Linked DNA regions of Canis lupus: region 2 is linked to region 1. Evidence: chromatin contacts called from public Hi-C data. All regions are on one chromosome and are shown on one strand. The core of a region is the stretch at or near the end of the contact, and the rest is flanking DNA. Distances in the headings are between cores, read along the strand shown. Region 1 holds the start of CLSPN (claspin). Region 2 holds the start of NCDN (neurochondrin).

Region 1 (5,606 bases), core at 1,132-3,631:
TTGTTCATCTTTGAAGAGTGCTACAGAATCAATGCTTTAAGGTACATAAACCAAAAGAATTAAGCATTTATTACACATTTTTTTTGGGAATGTTTCTCAGTATATCCAAATGACATGTTAAATAACATCACAGAGATGCAATCCAGATGTGAAAAGCTCTGTAGTACAAACTGTGGATTTCCTTAACAGTAAACTGCAAGAAAAAAAGACAAATGGGGAGATCTATATGGAGTTAAGATACACACACATCAACAATTGCAATATGCAGACTTTGGATCCTGATTCAAATAAACTGAAAGTATATGTATATGTGACTCAAAGAAATCTGAACACTAACTAGATATTTAGTATTAAACAACAATTGTGAATTTTTTAGGTGTAGTAATAATATTTGTGGTTATCTGTTTCGGGAAGTCCTTTATCGTAGAGATTAATAATGAAATATTTGTGGATGAAATGAGGTCTGAAATATGCTTCCAAATAATCCAGTGAGGGGGGAAAGTGGGTGAGACTATAAATGAAACAAGACTGGCATGATTTGATAACTTGAAGTTAGGTGATAGGTTCTTTTTACCAACTTTGCTGTGTTCATGTAGGTTTCAAATTTCCCAAATAAAACCATTTTAAAAGTCACAAATAAAAAACATGAGCAGGATGGTGTTAGGTGACTTGACTAGTTAGCAACCAGGCTGACCCTAGAGGCCAGATCTCCTACATCCTTGGCTTTCTTTTCTTTTCTTTTTTTTTTTTTAAGATTTTATTTATTTATTCGTGAGAGACAGAGAGAGAGAGAGAGAGAGAGAGAGAGAGGCAGAGATACTGGCAGAGAGAGAAGCAGGCTCCATGCAGGGAGCCTGACGTGGGACTTGATCCCAGGTCTCCAGGGTCTCGCCCTAGGCTGAAGGCAGGCGCTAAACCCATGAGCCACCAGGGCTACCCATCCTTGGCTTTCTTTTTTTTTTTTTTTTAATGTTTTAAAATTTTTTATTTATTTATGATAGTCACAGAGAGAGAGAGAGGCGCAGAGACACAGGCAGAGGGAGAAGCAGGCTCCATGCACCGGGAGCCCGATGTGGAATTCGATCCCGGGTCTCCAGGATTGTGCCCTGGGCCAAAGGCAGGCGCCAAACTGCTGCACCACCCAGGGATCCCCATCCTTGGCTTTCTTAGGGCTCTGAATCCAATTAAGGGGAGGGAGGGTGTGCATGTGTGTAAATATTAACATCTGTACTGTAGTCAGGCACTTCCCACCTTAATGATTTCTCAAAACAACTATTAAATTGATTTAAATGTTTGGTACAGTTATTTGAATAACAACCAGGGTAACAGGCACTGAGGAGCCCCAGAGGATCATCACGCATGTTCTGATGGTTCTCCCAACAACCTAAACAGTTAAGATTCTTTGTGGGTGCAGAAACTGAGTTTGGGGAACCACATGACTCAGCACATAGTGATGCTCCTCATCACCGAATTCCGGGCAGTTTGTACCAATATCAGCAACAGCCACCGCCAGGAACAGGGTGAGGACAAAGTCCAGTCTCAAAACCTCGGTCATCAAGATTAATACCTTAGTGCAATATTTTTTTGTTTTTATTTATTTATTTTACAACACTTTTTTCTAAAAATAAATGGAACTGGCAAAGCTATGGCTCACGAGGTCAGCCAACCACTTTTGCTAACAATTTTTTTTTTTTTTGCTAATAAAATTTTTATTGAAACCAGGGCCAGGATTTAGGGGGAGGTGCAGAGGTGCAGAAGCGCAAGCGCAGGCAGGGGCTGGCTGGCTTGCTTGCTGTATCTAAAAATTCAAAATACTGGATTAAAACACTATCTCGATTACGGAGTTTTGGGTAGCCCTCTTAAAGGTGCCCCCAAGGCTGGTGCCTCCCCTGGTCCCGGCCACACGACCTCAGAGCCCCCGCGCAGACCCCGCCTCCCGGAGGCCCCGCCTCCCATTTCCGGGGAACCGCCCCCCTGCCCAGCAGCCCAGGTGCTTCTGCGCCTGCGCCGTCCTCTGTTGGGGGAGGGGAGCCAGACGAGGAAGAGCCCCCGCGGCAGGAAACCCGCCGCAGGGGCGGCCGGGCGGCCGGAGGAGCTGCGGGGAGGCCGGCTGCGCGCGCCGCAGGAGTCAGGAGCGACGCGGCCAGCCCGGCGCCCGGCGGGAGCGGAGAGCCGCGAGCCCGCGGGGCCGTGGGAGCCTCCCAGCAGCCTGAGCGCGCGCCGCCGCCGCCGGGCACGCCGGGAGCTGTAGTCCTCTCCGCCTCCGCGCCCCGCTCGGGCCGCTCGACCCTTTCCCATCCCCGCCCCTGGGCGCCGGGCCTCGGCAGCCGCGGACGGCGGCCTGTGCACTAACTCACCTCAGAAACCACTTCGCCGGGCATGACTCCGGCCTCTCCCGCGCTTCGCTGTGACGGGGCAGGTCTCGCGTTCCCGTAGCGCGGGCGCAGCGGCTCCCGCGGTCTCCAGTCCCGCAACGCTGTTTGAGCTTTCGCGCCCAGCCAGCGCGGAGGCCCCGCCCCAACGACCTGCACCAATCCGGAGGCGGCTTTCTGCGCGAGGCCACGCCCCCGCGCTGTCCTACCAATCAGGAAGCGGCGCCGGCCAGACTCGCAAATAGAACCCGGGTCGGCTTGGCGGGTCCCGGCTGCTCCAGTCCCTGCGAGCTCAGGGCGGCTGGTGCCCCGTCTGCGGGACGGTCGGGCCCTCTGGCCTTGCAAGGCCCTACCTGGGGAGCGGTGGCTTTGACCTTTGGCCCTTGCTGCAGCGCATGTTGAGGAGTAAGCCCTTCAAGCGGGAAGATCCCTGGGCCACTTCTAGAAGACACCTGCGGGGGTTTTCTCCGGGACCTCCATCCCAGGAGCAGCTGCGTCCCACCTGCTCCTTGTACACGGAGCATTCACGCCCCTGAGCATTGACGAAAGTTCTATGGGCTTCTCAGATACCAAAGAATATCCTTGGATGGCCTTTACAATTTTATTTATTTTTTATTATTTTTTAAAAGATTTTATTTATTTATTTATTTATTTATTTATTTATTTATTTATTTATTTATTTATTTATTTATTCATGAAAGACACAGAGAGAGAGAGAGAGGCAAAGACCCAGGCAGAGGGAGAAGCAGGATCCATGCAGGGAGCCCGATGTGGGACTCAATCCCGGGTCTCTAGGATCATGCCCTGGGCCAAAGGCAGGTGCTAAACCGCTGAGCCACACAGGGATCCCCTATAATTTTATTTAAAGTTAATTTGAGGATGTAGGAAAATACCTACCCATCCACTCCTCAACTCCTCAGACAAGGCAGGAATGAAGAATAAAAGGTCCGGAGTCAGACTAATCCCAGACGATTCTAATTCCTTGTGACTATGCTGGTTACTGTCTTTTTGCCCCTCCAGGTCTATTCTCATTCCTTATCCTGCTCTGCCCAGGGCAGGCTGACCACTCCCGGCTGTACTACCCAAGCCCCCTTGCCCTCTGGCTTCCGGTTGAGTCAAGTTCCTGGAAGGGACTTTACAAGATGACTGTAAGCAGGAAGTCAGAGGGCACCAAGAAGGGAAGGCCGCAGTAGTTACCATCCTTCCCTACTTCACTCTCATGATCTTATCCATTGATAGGTGACCAACTCATCTGAATTTTCCCACGACTTTTCCAGTTTATTTTTTTTAAGATTTTATTTATTTATTCATGAGAAACACACAGAGAGAGGCAGAGACACAGGCAAAGGGAGAAGCAGGCTCCATGCAGGGAGCCCGACGTGGGACTCGGTCCTGGGACTCCAGGATCACGCCCTGAGCCAAAGGTAGACGCTCAACCACTGAGTCACCCAGGCATCCCACTTTCCCAGTTTTAGCATTGAGAGTCCATCTCCCGAGAATCTCAGTCCCAGGCAAACCAGGATAGTTACCTTAACCCCTGGCTTCCTCTATCCAAGTTTCCAGCTTTAGCTGGATTCAGATAAAAATTCTCTTTCCTCATCTTTATTTCTTTACCTCCCCACCACTTCTCAACCCACTTTTTCTCCCCACATCAAGACCCCGCTGTACATCCTCTTCTCTCCCATCCATCTAGCCACATTTTCACCCACTTTGCTAGTTCTACACTGATGATTTCCAAATATACATTTATAGCGCTTCTCCTTCATATCTACAGGGCTAACATTTATCGGAGGCTTACCCTGCGACAGAAACAGTTGCAAGAATTTTGCAAACATCTTATTTAGTCTTCAGAATAAATTTGTAAGGTAATACTACTGTCTCTACTTTAGCGGGACATAAACCTTTAAAAGGCTAGTAACTGATGGAGCCAATATTCACACCCTGCTCAATCTGACTCCAGAGCTCATACTCTTCAGAGAGGCCTTGCCTGAGCCCCACTCTCCACTATCTCTCCATCCCCTGCTCTGTTTTCCCCAATAACAAGTCTGCCTGAAATTTTATTTTTATCTATTTGTATATTGTTGCTACAGGAGGTCAAGTACTTTCCTTTACCACCATATCCTCACTATCTAGAATAGTTGGAGCATGATAAGAATGATCTGAAGAGCTGGTAACAAGGTTACTGAACCCCACTCACTCCCAGAGTTTCTGATTTAGTATGTCTGATGTGAGGCTCAAGAATTTTCTTTTTTTTTTAATATTTTATTTATTTATTCATAAGAGACAGAGAGAGGGAGAGAGAGGCAGAGACACAGGTAGAGGGAGAAGCAGGCTCCATGCAGGGAGCCCGACGTGGGACTCGATCCCAGGTCTCCAGGATGGTGCCCTGGGCTGAAGGCGGCGCTAAACCGCTAAGACACCGGGGCTGCCCGAATTTTCTTTTTTTAAAAGATTTTTTAAAAAATGTATTCATATCATAAATAAATAAATAAATAAATAAATAAATAAATAAATAAATAAATAAATAAAAGGGATCCCTGGGTGGCGCCGCGGTTTGGCGCCTGCCTTTGGCCCAGGGTGCGATCCTGAAGACCCGGGATCGAATCCCACGTCGGGTTCCCGGTGCATGGAGCCTGCTTCTCCCTCTGCCTGTGTCTCTGCCTCTCTCTCTCTCTCTCTCTCTCTGTGACTATCATAAATAAATAAAAATTAAAAAAAAATAAAAAAATAAAAATGTATTCATTTGAGAGAGAGAGCAAGAGAGCACAAGCTGCCGGGAAGGAGCAGAGGGAGAAGCAGGCTCCCTGGTGAGCAGGGATTTCCCCTATGCAGGGCTGGATCCCAGCACCCCAGGATCATGACCTGAACCCAAGGCAGGTTCTCAACCGACTGAGCCACTCAGGTGCCCCCAACGCCCGAGAATTTCCATTTCCAACAAGTTTCCAGATGATGCTTATACAGCTGGTATGGAGACCACACTTTGAGAACCAAGGGCTTAGAACATACCTGGTTCATGATAGGGAAATCAATATTTCTTTTTTTTTTTTTTTAAGATTTATTTATTTATTTATTTATTTATTTATTTATTTATGACAGAGAGAGAAAGAGAGGCAGACACAGGAGGAAGGAGAAGCAGGCTCCATGCCGGGAGCCCGACGTGGGACTCAATCCCGGGACTCCAGGATCACGCCCTGGGCCAAAGGCAGGCGCTAAACCACTGAGCCACCCAGGGAT
Region 2 (5,606 bases), core at 1,942-4,441, 180 kb before region 1:
CACGCAGGGAGCCTTGACATGGGACTCGATCCCAGGACTTCAGGATCATGCCCTGGGCCAAAGGCGGCGCTAAACTGCTGAGCCACCTGGGCTGCCCTGTTTCGTCTGTCTTATTCAACTTCCCTACATGGTACAAATTATTATATAAATCTTGGCAATATCATGAGAGTTGGTTGAGTTCTGAAGAAGCTATTCAAATTCTTCTGTCCTGCGTACCTGTCACCCACATGTGGCAAATGACCCCAACCCCCAACCAAAGCCAACATACGGGGAGATTGGCATCACATGGGCCGGATATCAATATTGACTAATACCAGGAAATAGACACGCGCACACACACATAGCTGCAAAACTGAGGTACAGCCCACCCAAGAAAAGGCTTTGACCGAGCCTCAAGCGTTGAAGGACTTCTTTGTCATTCATTTCCATCCATTCTGATTTCTAGTAGTTTTGAAGTTGTATGTTAGGGAGCAGGAAGCTGAAAGATGTGTGCGCCAGGGACATGCTCAAGGGATTATGAAATGGAGCCTAAGTTAGAAAGTATATCCAGCAACTTCTCTAGCCTCCCAAGATGGAACAGTGAGTGTGCATGTGCATGTGTGTGTGTACGGATCTTACCCAACACATTTCTGCCTACCACAAAAGGATTTTAAACTCAAAGTGACTCAACACCTGTCATCAATAGCCTGACAGGTGGGCGACAGAAGCATAAAAGAAATGAATAGGTTTTTGAAGATGGGAGTTAATAAACACCACTGAATTAGCAAGCTGATTAGAAGTGCAAGGTCTTACGAGCCGAGCCATGCTTCAGAGAGAGGCGGAGAGAGCTCTTTTCATGTGAACTCCCAACCAGCCGCGCCTCTTAAATAAATCCACAATTGCCTAAATGCACAAATCACTGCTAGGGTCGTCAAAGCCTTGCTGACCGGAGGCTGGAACAACAAGAGTCGACAAGATCCAAATGGTTTGTTATAGAATCAAAGGATAGAAACACGGGGGGGGGGGGGGGGGGGGGAGAACACACACCCCCTCCCCACCCCCACGATACTTGACAATGGAAAAATCTAGAAAAGCTTGCAATGGTTCTGGCATTTAGGGCGTTACAAGCACACCCGAAATAAAAGCACTCTCTGGTTGCAACAGCTGTTCCGGCAGAGCAGGGGGGTAATGTTTACTTAATGCTTCAAGTTGATGGAGGGGAGAGGGGGGATGTATCATAGTTCAGTCTGTCAGCTACATACGTGGAACTCCACTTATGTACACAGCGATAAGATATGTTTGAGCAACGACAAAGTCTGAAACAGCCTATTCAGCTGGTATGAGTAATCGAGCATAAAGCTCTTTAAAAAAAAAAAAAAAAACACAAAGTCTCAAGATAGTTGGGAAAGTTACAGAGCAGACTGCCATGAATAACTTTGCTTATATTTGCAGACACTGTTTTCCAAATAGCTGGGAAAGTGAACAGACTGTTCTGGGAGGTCGTCTTTCCGATTTGCTCCTAGCTCCCCGGCCTGTTCATCACGGAGGCGAAGCGCAAAGACACTCAGCTCATGCTGCTCACTGGCTGCACCGGGGAGGTGGACTGGGGCGCCAGCAGCAGGAGGCGACGGGACCAAGCGCCTGCCCGAGGTCGCCCGAGGTCTCCCCCGAGGTCGCCCGAGGTCTCCGGCCCCGCACACCCCGCACGCCCCCTTCGTGCTGGCGTCCGCGGGGCCTCCTCCCCCGAGGCCCGCAGCCCGCAGGTGCAGCACCGCAGCCCGGGGCGTGCGCGGCCCCGCCCCCCTGATTCCGCAGCAACTTTGTATCCTGGAGGGGAGACGGAACGCAAGGGCCTGCAGCTCGGGGCGCGGCTGCAGAGGTCGGGGTGCGGGGTGGGCAGCATTCCCCGAGCCCGGGCCGTGTCTAGGGATGAAGATGCTGCACGACCAGGCCCCGGGCCCTCCGGCCGGGACCCGAGCTCCGCACCTGCAAGGAGCCAGGAGCGGCGGGCTGCCCCGCGCCGCGCCGGGAGCGCCACCTCCGGGCCCCCAGAGCACCCGGCCAGCGCACCCTCCGGAGCAGCCCGTCCCGCCCGCCCCCGCCCCCCGCCCCCCGCGCTCAGGGGTCCCCGGCCCGGCCGCCAGCCGCCCCCGGCCACCTACCGGGGCTCAGGGCCGCACAGCGCGGCCCCGGCTCTCGGCGGCCTCCGCCTCCTCCCGGTCCATGGGGTCGGGGCCCCAGCCTGCGCTCCCCTCACCCCGAGGAGGAGGGAGAGGAGGAGGAGGAGGAGGAAGAAGGCAGCGCGCGCTCCCCACCCGGACAGCTCCCCGTCGCTCTGCCTCCCAGGACGCCGACCGCGGCCGGAAGCGCCGCCTCCTCCTCCCGCCTCCCCGGGCTCGACCCGGAAACACACTCTCCACGCGCCCCGCCCCCACCCCCCCGCCCGGAAGTCAGCGCCAGCCGCGCGCCCGCGGGGGAGGAGGGGCCGCGCTGGGGGACACAACTACGCACGAGCGAAGGAACCTGGGCCCCCAGGCTGTCGCCTCCCGCTCTCCACGGGCAGTCCTCGCCGCGCTGCCCGCCCCGCGCCGACCCCGCGCCGGCCCCGCGCCCCAGGCTCGGGCAATACCCACAAGCAAGATGGCGGCGGCGGCGGCACGCCCGACGGCTCAGCGCCGAGGCCTGCGATTGGCCGGCGCCGCGAGTGAGGCGGCCGCGGATTGGTCGGGAGCGCAGCGGGGGTGGGGGTGGAGCCGCCGCCGCCTGGAGCCGGGAGTGGGCAAAGCGGCGTGAGCAGCGGCCCCAGGCTCCCGGAGCAGCGCGCTCGGAGGCGGTTTGGGCGCTCGGGGCCGCAGCCTGGTGAGCTCAGCCCCCCTCAGGCCCTCCCCTGCACCCCGGCCGGGGCCTCGCCGACCGGCGCCGACCGATGCCGCCGCAGCTCGGGGACCCTATCGCCACTCCATCGCGCCATATCGCGACATCATCGTGCCCTGTCGAGACTCCATCTTGTCACGGCCCTTTTCAACATCTACCTTTCTCTCTCTCTCTTTCTCTCTCTCTCTATATATATATATTATTATTTTTAATTTTTTTTAATCCTCCCTGTCATCTCTGGGGGCTGTCCATGTCGTGATTTTGCCGTGATCTCTGCGTGACATCACCGCGCCATCGTGAAGTGTGATCTCATCGCCGCCCTGTCGTGACCTCATCAATGTCGTGTTGTGACCTGGCTGCGGCGGGACAGGTGGTGACCGCCAGGGACCCTCCCCTTCTCATCTCCCCATCTCAGCCGCCCCGCTCCGATTATCCGGCTTGTGGATGCTCCGTCGTCCTGGGAGCCACCCGGGACCCCCGCTTGCTTCTCCAGCCCCGGCCGGCATCCACGGGCTGGGGGCGGGGCGGGGAGGGCGAGGAGAGGGAGCGCTAAGGGTTAATTCTGCTGCTGCTGCTGCTGCTGCTGCTCCTGCTGCTGCCCCTGGTGCTGCTGTTGTTGCTGCTGTTGCTGCTGCTGCTGCTGCAGCTTCTGCCCGAGGGAGGGAAAGGAGAGGAGGCAAGGAGCCTGCGGGGGCGACTCGGAGCCCTGGCTGGAGGGGTGGGGTCCCCAAGCGGGCCTGCGAGGCGTCCCTGGTCGGCCCCCTGCACCCTCACTCCTGCAGAAGCCTGCCTCCTGCCTGTTTTAGAGAAGGGAGAGGAAGGGAAACCTAGGATGCCCTTTTTCCCTCGTGTCAGCCTGAGTCCGGATAATCGAACTTCACCCGTGTGTGTCTCCATTCCTTCCTCTGTGTGTCCTCACCACTCCCTCCGGGTGTGCCTGGGTGGAGGGAGATGAAAGCCGGCCTCTGGTGCCCAGGGGCAGCAGAGCAGGGAGGCCAGCAGCTCCCTCCCACTGCTGTGCAGCTGAGCAGCGGGATGTGTGGTCCTTCCTTCCCGCTTTCTGGAGGTGACCTTGGACCAGGGTCCCTTCTTCGTCCCTAAGGACTTGAGGGTCCAGTACCTTTAAGGGGCTGCCACAAGGGAGGTCAGTCTTGAGGAACCCATCCCTTCTGATCCCTCCCTCTGTGCTAATCCCTCCCTCCATCCTCCACTCCCACCCCCACCCCTCCTCTGCAGAGGGATGCTCAGTCCCTCTTGTGTTCACAGTTGGGCAAGGCGGGCATCATGGCCTCGGATTGCGAGCCAGCTCTGAACCAGGCAGAGAGCCGAAACCCCACCCTGGAGCGCTACCTGGGAGCCCTCCGTGAGGCCAAGAATGACAGCGAGCAGTTTGCAGCCCTGCTGCTAGTAAGGAACTGACCAAAGATTGGGAGGTGGGAAGGGCTGGGTGGTTGGGCCCCCTAGGAATGGGGTCAGAAAGTCCCCAAGGATGCATAGCTTGTGCTGGCATTCCTGGAAGCACCCAAGAAGACCCCAGATGCCTACATTTGGCATCTTCTTTGCTCCCCCTGAGTATGGGGGCAAAGGGGAGAATGGGAGTGAATAAGGCTTGGGGCTCTAGGAGCCTCGGAGGAGGCTGCCTGGGTCTGCTCTCTGGGGCGTCCCGGAGCAGATGGGAGCTGACTCATAGGGTGACAGCAGCAGGTAGTAACTAGTGCAGAGTACTTGAGGGCTGGGGATGATTGCTCTGGGGGTGGAGAGAGTAGCAGAACTAGAAGTAGCTGGGAAGGGGTCCCAAGGGATAGCCGGGATGGCAGTAGCTAGGCTGGGGGTGAGGGAGCTGTGTGGGGCTCAGCCCTGTTGCAGGAGCCGCGCTGGGGCCAGCAGAGCAGGAGCTGCAGTGCTGGGAAGGGGGGGTTGGTGTGTGGGGGGTGAAGGAAGGAGGGAGTACAGTCGCTGCTTGTTTGCCATGGCAACAGGGAGAAGGCTCCAGAGTCAAGGGCTCACACTGCAGCAGAGGAGGTGTTGAGGTGAAATGTAAGGGGAAATGTTTTGACAGGCAGAGTGGCGAGACACAGGAGCCATTTCCCCTGAGAAGGTGGCAGGAATGGATCGGAGGCTGCTTTGGGGGGAGCAGCTAAGGAAGAGACCCTAAATCCCCGGGGGATTTTAAACTGAGCTGTAAGCCCAAATCGGGTGTCGGCATCCAGATTAGACGTCGGCAAGAACTTCCCAAATGACCAGGTGATGGAATGGCAGGAGCTGGGGATTGGACCTCCCCTCTGTGGAAATAATCACAGCTGAGGGATCCCGGAGGTCACAACAGTCCGTCTCCCATGGGAGGAAGGAGCAGGATGAAATGACCTCTGGGGGGCCTTCTGACCCCAGAGCGAGTCCCCTTCCATAACCTCATCTTGCTGATGGTCAGCTCCCCAGGGGGCAGGGGCCAGTCTTCCTTTCGTCCTGCTGATAGCACATCCCCGCCCCCCCCCCAGGTGACCAAGGCAGTCAAAGCAGGGGACATCGATGCCAAAACTCGGCGGCGGATCTTTGATGCTGTAGGCTTCACCTTCCCCAATCGTCTCCTGACCACCAAGGAGGCCCCTGATGGCTGCCCCGACCACGTTCTCCGAGCCCTGGGTGTGGCCCTCCTGGCCTGCTTCTGCAGTGACCCTGAACTGGCCGGCCACCCCCAGGTCCTGAACAAGATCCCCATCCTCAGCACCTTCCTCACTGCCCGGGGGGACCCAGAT

Evidence for each region. Hi-C and Micro-C count contacts between places; a contact is called where the count stands out from the background.
Region 2: a Hi-C map of blood shows a contact between it and region 1, with 5 times the contacts expected there. The contact joins the promoter of NCDN here to the promoter of CLSPN in region 1. A contact is called at or near these places in 3 of 9 Hi-C or Micro-C datasets (amygdala and blood).

What each region holds. Positions count from the first base shown.
Region 1 is chr15:6,469,162-6,474,767 of UU_Cfam_GSD_1.0, reverse strand. CLSPN (claspin) reads right to left here and starts at 2,381. Exons shown (of 25, transcript XM_038557926.1): 1 at 2,358-2,381. The coding sequence starts at 2,381.
Region 2 is chr15:6,651,423-6,657,028 of UU_Cfam_GSD_1.0, reverse strand. NCDN (neurochondrin) reads left to right here and starts at 3,191. Exons shown (of 7, transcript XM_038557936.1): 1 at 3,191-3,223; 2 at 4,120-4,260; 3 at 5,349-5,606. The coding sequence starts at 3,191. It overlaps KIAA0319L (dyslexia-associated protein KIAA0319-like protein homolog), which reads right to left and starts at 2,367. Exons shown (of 21, transcript XM_038557933.1): 1 at 2,142-2,367.